2 separate regions of the Oryza sativa genome follow, and region 1 is linked to region 2. Evidence: chromatin contacts called from public HiCAR-type data. All regions are on one chromosome and are shown on one strand. Each heading gives the region's core, a stretch centred on a gene start, on an enhancer-like site or on the middle of the called end of the contact. The rest is flanking DNA. Distances are from core to core; before and after follow the strand shown.

Region 1 (4,482 bases), core at 508-3,007, 130 kb before region 2:
CAGTTATCTTCTTTGCAGTTTTCGTCACGCTGTCAGTGTTGGCCTCCCCAAACGAGAAGCTGCTCACCTGTTTGAGGAGAACAGTTATTTGTTAGATTGCATTTCAGGACACATAAATCGAATGAAGGAACAAGCAGGTAGCAGTACATTTGCATTTCTCACAGGTGTGTGTGAGGCACCGGTGCCATTTGCTGTGTTCCTTGCCCCATTAGGCCTTACATCTTGAGGGTCAAAAAGGCCATGGCCACTGAGTTCCTTTGATTTTGCATTTGAAATCTGCTTCTTCATCTTACTGTCTGCTTCACTTTGCAGAGTACCGCTAAGCTCACGCTGCTTTGCTACCTCAGCCACTGAAGTTGGCTTTTTGGGAGGAACACTTCCATCCTCAGCAAATGAAATGTGGCTCACAGTAACTGGCTGCAGATATTAAAAAAAATGCTTTAATCTCCATATCGTTCATTATGGATTCATCTGATGTAATGCAGTAAACCTAAGTCATGTTAGACAATACTACTGCCCCTCCTTGGCTCCCCTTTATTGAAAAAATAATTATCAATTTTGCCCATACCGCAGATTCACTAAGTACATTCTATAGATAATAAAATTGTGAAGCGAGAAACGATGGCAGCAACAGCAACCCATAAAGAAAAACAAGGCTAGTAGTAATGTTCATTGTTGAACAAATTAACCCTACAGTAGGACATTTGGGAACTTTTACCATGTAATCAGACCAATACGTTGGCATGATGATATTTGACATTTGAAGTGGGTAGAGCAAAAATATAGTATAGAAAACGAAAAGCTAAGCAATTTTCAGTTCAAACAACTAACTACAACTTGGATTAATAGGTTTTGTTCAACCCATCAATCTGAACTAATTTGTTCCACAGAGAAGCTAAAATACGCATTAACAACGCCGCGAGCTTTTCTCATAACTTTCACGCTAACAAGCAACACAGCATTGCAAAATTATGCACCCATCATATGAAATCGTGTAATTTCCAACAATAATATCTACTCTAGCATTACTCTAGTGCAAGAGAGAAAACCCCCAATCTGGTGAATTCGCTCCATTGCATCTCCCTAGAGCGAGCGAGCAAGCAAGCAAGCACCTGGTAATTGCGCGGGGCGGCGCGGCCGGGCGCGGCGGCGCTGCCGGGCTCCTCCGCCTCCCCGTCGGCGCCGGCCGCGAAGATGCCGCTCCCGGTCATCTCCTTCCACTTGGGCGCGGAGCATGGCTTCCTGAGAAAACACACACAAACACACAACCAACCAATCAATCGATCAATCCAAGCCGAGAAAGTAAGCGCGCAGGTCGGGATCACGCTTGATCTGGATCAAGACGACGACGACCACCACCTCCACCTCGGATCCCCCATTTCCTTACCTCTTGTTGAGGCTCTCGGCCTCCTCCTCCGTGACCTGGCCACCGAACACCACCTTCCTCAGCGCCTCCGATGGCTGCAAATCCGAGATGCGTGAGCTCAACCAAAAAAAAAAAAAAGAAGAAGGTCATCGGTGTGGAGGGGAAACCTGGTGGGGGCGGCGAGCGGGGGAGGGGGTGGAGGCGGCGTGGCCGTCGGGCTGGTGCTGCTGCTGCGGCCAGGCGAGGAGGTCGGCCGTCGAGGTGTGGGACTTCCTCACCGGCGCCGGCCGCTCCATCTCCTCTCCTCTCCTCGCGCTTTCTCTCTCTAGGCTCTACTAGACTATAGGCGTTGTTGTTTGTTGGTGCTATTTCTCTCTCTAGAAAGGGAGGTGGTGCGTGCGTGAGACTCGTGAGGTGAAGTAGTAGTAGTTAGGTGGTGTTTTGATCCAGGGACTTAACTTTAGTCTCTGTCTTTAGACACTAATTTAGAGTATTAAATATAGACTACTTACAAAACTAATTACATAAATAAAAGCTAATTCACGAGATAAATTTTTTAAGCCTAATTAATCTATAATTAGAGAATGTTTACTGTAGCATCACATAGGCTAACCATGGATTAATTAGGCTCATTAGATTCGTCTCGCAAATTAGTCTAAGATTATGGATGGGTTTTATTAATAGTCTACGTTTAATATTTATAATTAATTTTTAAACATCCGATGTGATAGGGACTTAAAAGTTTTAGTCCCATCTATACAGGGCCTTAGTAGTGTGATGGGCTGGAGCTGGAGGAGGAGGGTGAGGTCTAGTCTAGTCCATACGCGTGGCTACTGTAATTACTGCCCACTGACAGGTGGGGTCAGGTGTTCTTTCTTTTTTTTTCTTCTCCCAGTGCCGGTGGGACGGGGAGTGTACCGGGGGTGAAAAATGGGGTGCTGTAGCACATCGCGCACGGGCTTCACGTACACAGACGGCCAACCAGATCAGTGAAAGCACTGTAGTTGGTTGGTTCGTTCGCTTGTTTAACGCCGTCTTTAGTTCCCAAATATTTCTTCAAACTTCTAACTTTTTTATCATATCAAAATTTTCCTATACACAAACTTTCAACTTTTTCATTACATCGTTTCAATTTCAAATAAACTTTTAATTTAAGTGTGAACTAAACACAGCCTAAGTATAGTACTACATGCCCCATTGTTTGGTTTTTTTCCCTATTAGGGAATAAAAATAAATTTGTATGTAAAATTTTTATATGTGTTACTGGTAACTTGAAAGTCAATACTAAAAAAGAAATTACGTTGAAAATATCTCAAAATTAAACTTAAAATTAATTTTGAAAATTTAAAATTGGTTTTTTCTTTGGCTTATTAGGCCATTCGATGGGAGCCTACATATAAAATAGGTGCACTTTGTGACTAGTAATAGTTTTATAGAGTGGTACTGTATTTTCACATTTTTTTCCTATGCTATTTTAAAAGATAGGGGTGGTAAACTGGTAATGGTGAGCCTGCCTTCACTACTATTAACTGATATACTGTATGAGATAATTAGGTCGGTGCTCCTTGAAGAAATGCTCTGCTCGCTCTCAACAGTTTCTTGGCCATACAGTCACAACGAGTGTCTACTTGAACTGGCATACAATTCAAAAATCATTATTGTGTCTATTGTTATAGCTTAATGTTGGTTGGTATTAGTAACCTTGAGTGATATTTTAATTATCAACAAGAAAATCAGTGCGCTTATTGGCGTGCCTGCTATATGGCTTATCTTATATGCCCATTAGTCAATTGCATATACATATATTTAGTAAAATAAATTGATTTTATAATTTGCTTCAAGAGTATTACTATTTCAAAGAATCTCTTAATGTGAGTTTAGCTTTCAATGTAACCAATATCTGAAATATGTTCTATTTTGAGGGAAAAAACCATAATATTTTTTTCTAATGTTACTTTTCCTTATCTATTTATTTTTCTGATAGTGGCCAAAAGATGGCAAATAAATAAAGATATGTTTAGTAGATACTTTATCATATTACTGAGCTGGTTGGTTATTGGAAGAACCAAAGTAGTTGTTCAAATGTTAGAAGGCTCTCGATTTCTCCATTTTAGTTTATTACTTGAGAATGTTCTACATTTCCAAAATTGTTTGTTTAATAGAATGGCTCACTTTTATTTTAGGGGAAAATCTGGGTTTTTTTTTGGAGAGATCAGTTTTTTTCTACCTATTTCCGGTTTAGGAAATAAAAATAAATTTTTGAGGACAGCCCGTTATTTTGTTTCAATCCTCGTGAATTGGTAGTAGGTGACGTGAGTTTGGGGGAGTTGGTTGGATAACGCTAAATTTGGTAGCACCCCCTATCAGCAGATGCATGAACGATAAAAAGGATTCAGCTGTTGTCGTGGAACATCATGTGTGTTTGTTTGTACTGTAGTTTGACTCGGAGGGTGGAGGATCCCACTCACTCTGCGTACGACGCGACGAGCGGTTGGGATTCGCCGCGGAAACGCGAGCGCGACACATCAGCGTCCGTCCGATCCGGACCGACCAACCGGCCCGCGGCCGCCAGTGGTCCAGCCGCGTACGGGCCTTCGGGCCCTTGGGCCAAATGGTGGCCTTCCTCTGGCACGCCACGTCCCGTCAGGCCCACTAACATGGGGCCCATCCCTGTAGCGACCGGGCCCGATGCAGGGGGGCTCACTACCGGCGTGCAGGCCCAGGAATAAGCCGGTCTCGGATCAGAAAATGATCGGAGAACTACCATCTACCTCCAACATTTAATATGCCCGTCTCCAACATTTAATATGCCCGTGCTAAACGCTACGGTCTAATTGTATTATCTTTAATAACTTTTAAATTTTCATGTTAGAAAAAAAAAGTGTCTTCTATGATATAGATATGAGCAATTGAGCTTTAACTCAATTTATATCGTACATCAGATATATTTCATGCAAAATACAGTAATATAATATTGTGCATCATATTACAATGATGTGTACATCAATAAAGGAATAACCACTTTTCATAATATGATTCACATGTCTAAAGGTATTTCTATGCATTAAAAGAGCTAACCGTTCAACATGTTCGTTTTAGAACCTTTTCTATTCAGA
Region 2 (4,856 bases), core at 1,257-3,756:
TGGAGACTATTTGTTAATCATAACAAACCTAAGAATAAGCTAGATAAACATCATGTGCATAATAATGATAGATGCTGATACCACATAGATGAATTTTTATTTAAGCTTGTGGACTTTTTTATTTAAGAAAGAGAGGGAAACTTCTTCCATTTCTATTACCATAAATAATTGTGGTTAGAAATTAGACTGTTGGTATCTAGTTATGTATTTTTCAAAAATTGATGAACAAAATATAGTATAGCATTCATAGGGTGCTATGCAAACAAATCATAAAGTTAACTAGCATTGTTAATTCAAAACTTTCTATAAAGCGGTCACCCAAATGCATACGCCAGCTTTCTTATGCATACAAGTATCTGAATGACAGGTCAGAGGAAATCGGTACCTGAAAATGAACTATTGTTGACTTGACAAGTCTTGTATTCAAATGAAAATCATAGAATGTGTCTTTTCTCTCCACTTGTTTGCATTCCTAGAGAAACAAATGAATAATATATATATGTAACCAAAAACATTTAAGTGCAAGAGGAAGAGTATTGTTTTAAGTAGAAAAACACAAGAATCTCACCTTTTCTAGTCCATCACGCGGCATAGTAAGGTTCTCATAATTCTTATATTGCCTTAGTCTCATCTCGCGATACTGATTCCTGCTATAATTCAACCGTTCCCACGGTATCGTCCATCTGCTTGTTCTGAAATAGAGAGCACCTATTAGCTGCAGTTTTATGCAGTTTTGGTAAAACAAAATCGGAGATCTTTTGGGGAAGATGGAACTCTGCTTTTCTGGCATGACCATTTTTTTCTAATCTTTGCAAAAACTGGCAATTTTCTTGGTATAGCTGACGCGAATATATATATATATGTAATTCTCTGATCAAAGACTGTAGAATTCCCTCTCTCGTTTTCTTTTGACCAGTCAAACCATATTAGATTGAGCAGTATAATGTAATATGTAATACATTGAATTATGAGTGGAATACCTTAACATTATATAATTTTGTATTAATTTAATCCGAGAATAGTCTTTGGTGCTTCATTTAATTTGTTTCTTTTCCCCTAAATTCAATGACATCCCACTGGCAGTAATGAACTGAATCTCCCATCTTTTTTCATCCAATAAACCATATATTTATATATACTGTAGTAGAAAGGGGTATAATTTTCCAACAAAGAAAGATTAGTGGTACAACCAGTGCAAAAGTATGTTGCTCTGGACGTGTAGCAGCTACCAGGGTTCTCTCCCAACAGTCAATTGATAATTTCTCTCATTTCTGTTCATTATCAAGCCAGGTTATTTGTGGTAGAAAAAAAACCCCCAAACATCCCAAAAGTGTGGTTCCCTATGTTACTTTTGTAACAAAGGATATAAAATTATCAATTACTACGTTCTTTACAGCTACTTCACTAGATTAGTACCGCGGATAATTTGATCCATGCCTGTAAAAAATAACATCTTTCTAGACCACTACTTGTTTAAGCTATTTGTTAAGTTTATTTCTAAAAGTATTAAATATATCGTTATAATTAAGTAGATAATCCGTGACAAGAATCCTGTGAATAATCTGTTTCAAACGTTATGAATATGTGAGGACCATAGTGTCAGACATGCTTTTTGATTGCATCTTTACCTGAAACGTCCATGAATAACCAGAAATTGCACAAACTAAGGCAAACGCTATGTAAACAAGAAGACATGAATTTTCACTGGAAAAAAAAAACCTTGTGACCATGGTTTGTCAGACATATATATGGACAAACTAAGTTGATGTAACGGCGCACCAACTCAAAAGATATTTTTCCCCCTTAATCATTTTATTTTTTTTCTTTAGGTAATGTAACAGTTTATCTTGTAGGATTGTTAGTGATCAACATAAATATTGGGTCGTACAAACAAATATAGAAATAATTAATTTGAAGTCGGAATTAACCCATACCGTCTGGGAGGCTGAAGTGGCGGCGGAGGTGTGGAAGCCATGGCCGGGATCGTGATCGAACTCCAAGTAGTAGTCGTCGTCGTCGCCGGAGACGAACTCCAGGTCGTCGTGCAAGTCGTGGGCCATGGATGATAATATGTTAAACCCGGGAATCAATCTGCCAAAAGAAGAGGAATGATTAGGGGAGATTCAGCAAATAATTAAACGTGTGTGTTTATATACAGTATCTCCATCTGTTGGAACTGGAAATTAACTCGATGCAAAAGGAAAGGGAAGGCGAGATTGATGAGGTGAAATCCAAAGGGGGAATCAAGAACAGCGTGAACTGTAACAAACAAGGAGGAGGAGGAGAGCGTGAGAAAAAACGACAGCTCACCCGAAACGAAACGAAATGCTCCTTCCTCCGAACAACCAACCAAACCCTTCTGTTCCTCCGATCTTTTGCTGGTTGGGTTGTTCACTCGACCTGAATGCAAATCAGATCACTAGCTATGTTTGTTGTTTTTGAGTGGTAGTAGAACTAGTCACCAGCAGTAGTAGGGAGGAGGGGAGAAGCGTAAAAGAAAAGTAGCCATTAATTTCTTTCTCCGAGGTATATATAGGCGAGCCCTGCCTGCCGTTTGGACCCCGTCGGGGCGCCGTTGGTTTGGACTGGCGAGGTGGGCCCACGGGTGGTGGGGGCCGCACGGTGTGGGGTTGTCTAGGAGCCCAGGCCCAGCCGTGTGCAGGACAAGCAGCATGACCATAAAATGGATAGGCTTTTCCGCACGCGGGGCTGAGGACTGGGGTGATTCGTCGCTCTCGCCGGCCGCCACGATATGGCGGATCTAGGGACGGGAAGGCATGGGCTGGCATGTGTTCTCATGCTGACAGCCATGTGCCGTTCTCGTTCGCACCTGACGTGGAATTCTCTCGTGCAATATCGTACTGTAGTACCCATCCCTTTCAGGTTACAGATTATTCAAAGTTAAACTACTTAAGTTTGACTAATTTTATAAAAAAATAGTAATATTTTTAACACAAGATAAATATAATATGAAAATTTATTCAATTATAGATTTAATAAAACTAGCATATGCTAGTGTTGTAAATATTATTTTTTTAAGAATTAGTTAAAGATTAGTTTGACTTTGACCAAAATTAAAATATATTACTACCTGAAACGGAGGGAGGATAAAGTTTCAAAAGTCTTAGAGGAATCGGGAATGTAATATATAGTCAGTTTAAATGCAAAATAGTGTACCAACACTACGTGGTTCTCTGAATCGACTCAACACAATGGAAGCTATCGTTTGGCTGATTTTAACCATAACCGAAATGGCATATTTTTTCTAAAAAAAATAATTTGTGAACAAAACTTTTATATACGTGTTCTTAATAGTTTAAAAAGTAAAGACTATAAAATAAATTTCGATAAAAAATCTTAAAATCAACTTCAAATTTAAACTTGAAAATTTAAATTTTAGCTGATAAGTAAAAGCTTAAGTGGAAAGATGAGGCCAAATGTGTAAATGTGTGTGCCCTGCTTGCACCACACCAGGTCCAGTGCAGGACAATGTGAGCGTGAGCGGCTGGTTCGTTCGCGTGGCGTACGTCGCGCGCAGACAGGCCACCACAGCCTCCCAACAGAACCCTCCGCACGGAAAACAGATTAATTAAGTGTAAGCTATTTTTTTAAAAAATAGATTAATTTGATTTTTTAAGCAACTTTTGTATAAAAATATTTTTAAAAAACGTACCGTTCAACAGTTTGAAAAACATACACGTGAAAAAGGAGAGAGACGGTTTAGAAAAAGAGCTTCCGAACACACCCCATGTAGCTTTGCTTGCTTTGTACTCGTGGTACTACGTACTAGCTACCTCCCGCATGGCGCACGCGGATGAAAGACCGAGAAGAAGACGCTGCAGATTGGAGTCGATGGAAGTAGTTTGGGTGATCGGTCCCGCTGCTTGCTATGCTAGCCCCGGTAGGGGGTGTATATACGCTGCCGACAAGAGACGATAGCTGTGCCCATCTGCCTGCCCTTCCACACGTGGCACCGGCCTCTCACCCTCTCGCCCAGGCCACACAACTCCCACCCAAACCCAACCACACGTGGCACGCGACACGTACGTGCACCACATGCACGTACACCTGCAACGCTGGCCCCCACCATCATATCAAAACTGACGCCGGCCGTCCGTCCGTCCGTCACTCAAATTAATTAACCTCCCGTAGCCACCTGGCTGCTTCAACGACACCGATCGATTCATCCTCCACGGTGGAATTTGGATTCGCGCGCGTACGTCACGATCCATCCGCCCATCGATCGATCGTTCCGGACGAATGCGAAATGCCGACCGGACCGACCAACTCCACCTCTACTAGTAGGAGTATAATTTAATTTGGTCGGTTGGACCAGACACTGTTCTTCGTTTCAACTTATTTGGATGACAGGGACTTTGCATACGTTCGTAGGTACGTGTTTGTTTATCTATAGATAGATAAACACCGGTATATATATATATATATATATATATATATGACACTCATATGGGGGTACCGGGTACCATGGTATGAAATACATAAATTCGTTCAAATTTTTAAATTGTGAGTATATACCTAGTTGTAAGAATTCGATTCATACCTATACCTAGCAATAAAACAACTCAAATTTAACTTTATTTCACAATACAATATTACATACCTAACTAATTATATGTTTGGATGCTATATACCTAGAATCAAAATCTAACAAAAATATGTTTAAATTTAGTTCAAACTTGTTTTTGAACTAGTTAGTAAAGTAGTTAATATTAATACCTAAACATTTAAAAAAAATTATACTCATTTGAATTGAGTATATACTCAATTTGAATCATGAAGCCCGGACACCATGGAGCACTAAATAAATTTTATATATATATACACACACAGTAGGC

What was found. HiCAR-type assays count read pairs that join an accessible place to other places.
Region 1: a contact with region 2 is called in a HiCAR-type map of leaf, with 2.7 times the contacts expected there. The contact joins the promoter of LOC4333003 here to the promoter of LOC4332995 in region 2. A contact is called at or near these places in 1 of 15 Hi-C or Micro-C datasets (seedling) and 1 of 4 datasets of contacts at active chromatin or transcription factors (leaf).

What each region holds. Positions count from the first base shown.
Region 1 is chr3:15,810,326-15,814,807 of ASM3414082v1, reverse strand. LOC4333003 reads right to left here and starts at 1,757. Exons shown (of 5, transcript XM_015777804.3): 1 at 1,534-1,757; 2 at 1,388-1,461; 3 at 1,113-1,242; 4 at 148-417; 5 at 1-67. The coding sequence starts at 1,662.
Region 2 is chr3:15,679,190-15,684,045 of ASM3414082v1, reverse strand. It overlaps LOC4332995, which reads right to left and starts at 2,506. Exons shown (of 10, transcript XM_015777155.3): 1 at 2,311-2,506; 2 at 1,935-2,091; 3 at 569-692; 4 at 386-472. The coding sequence starts at 1,975.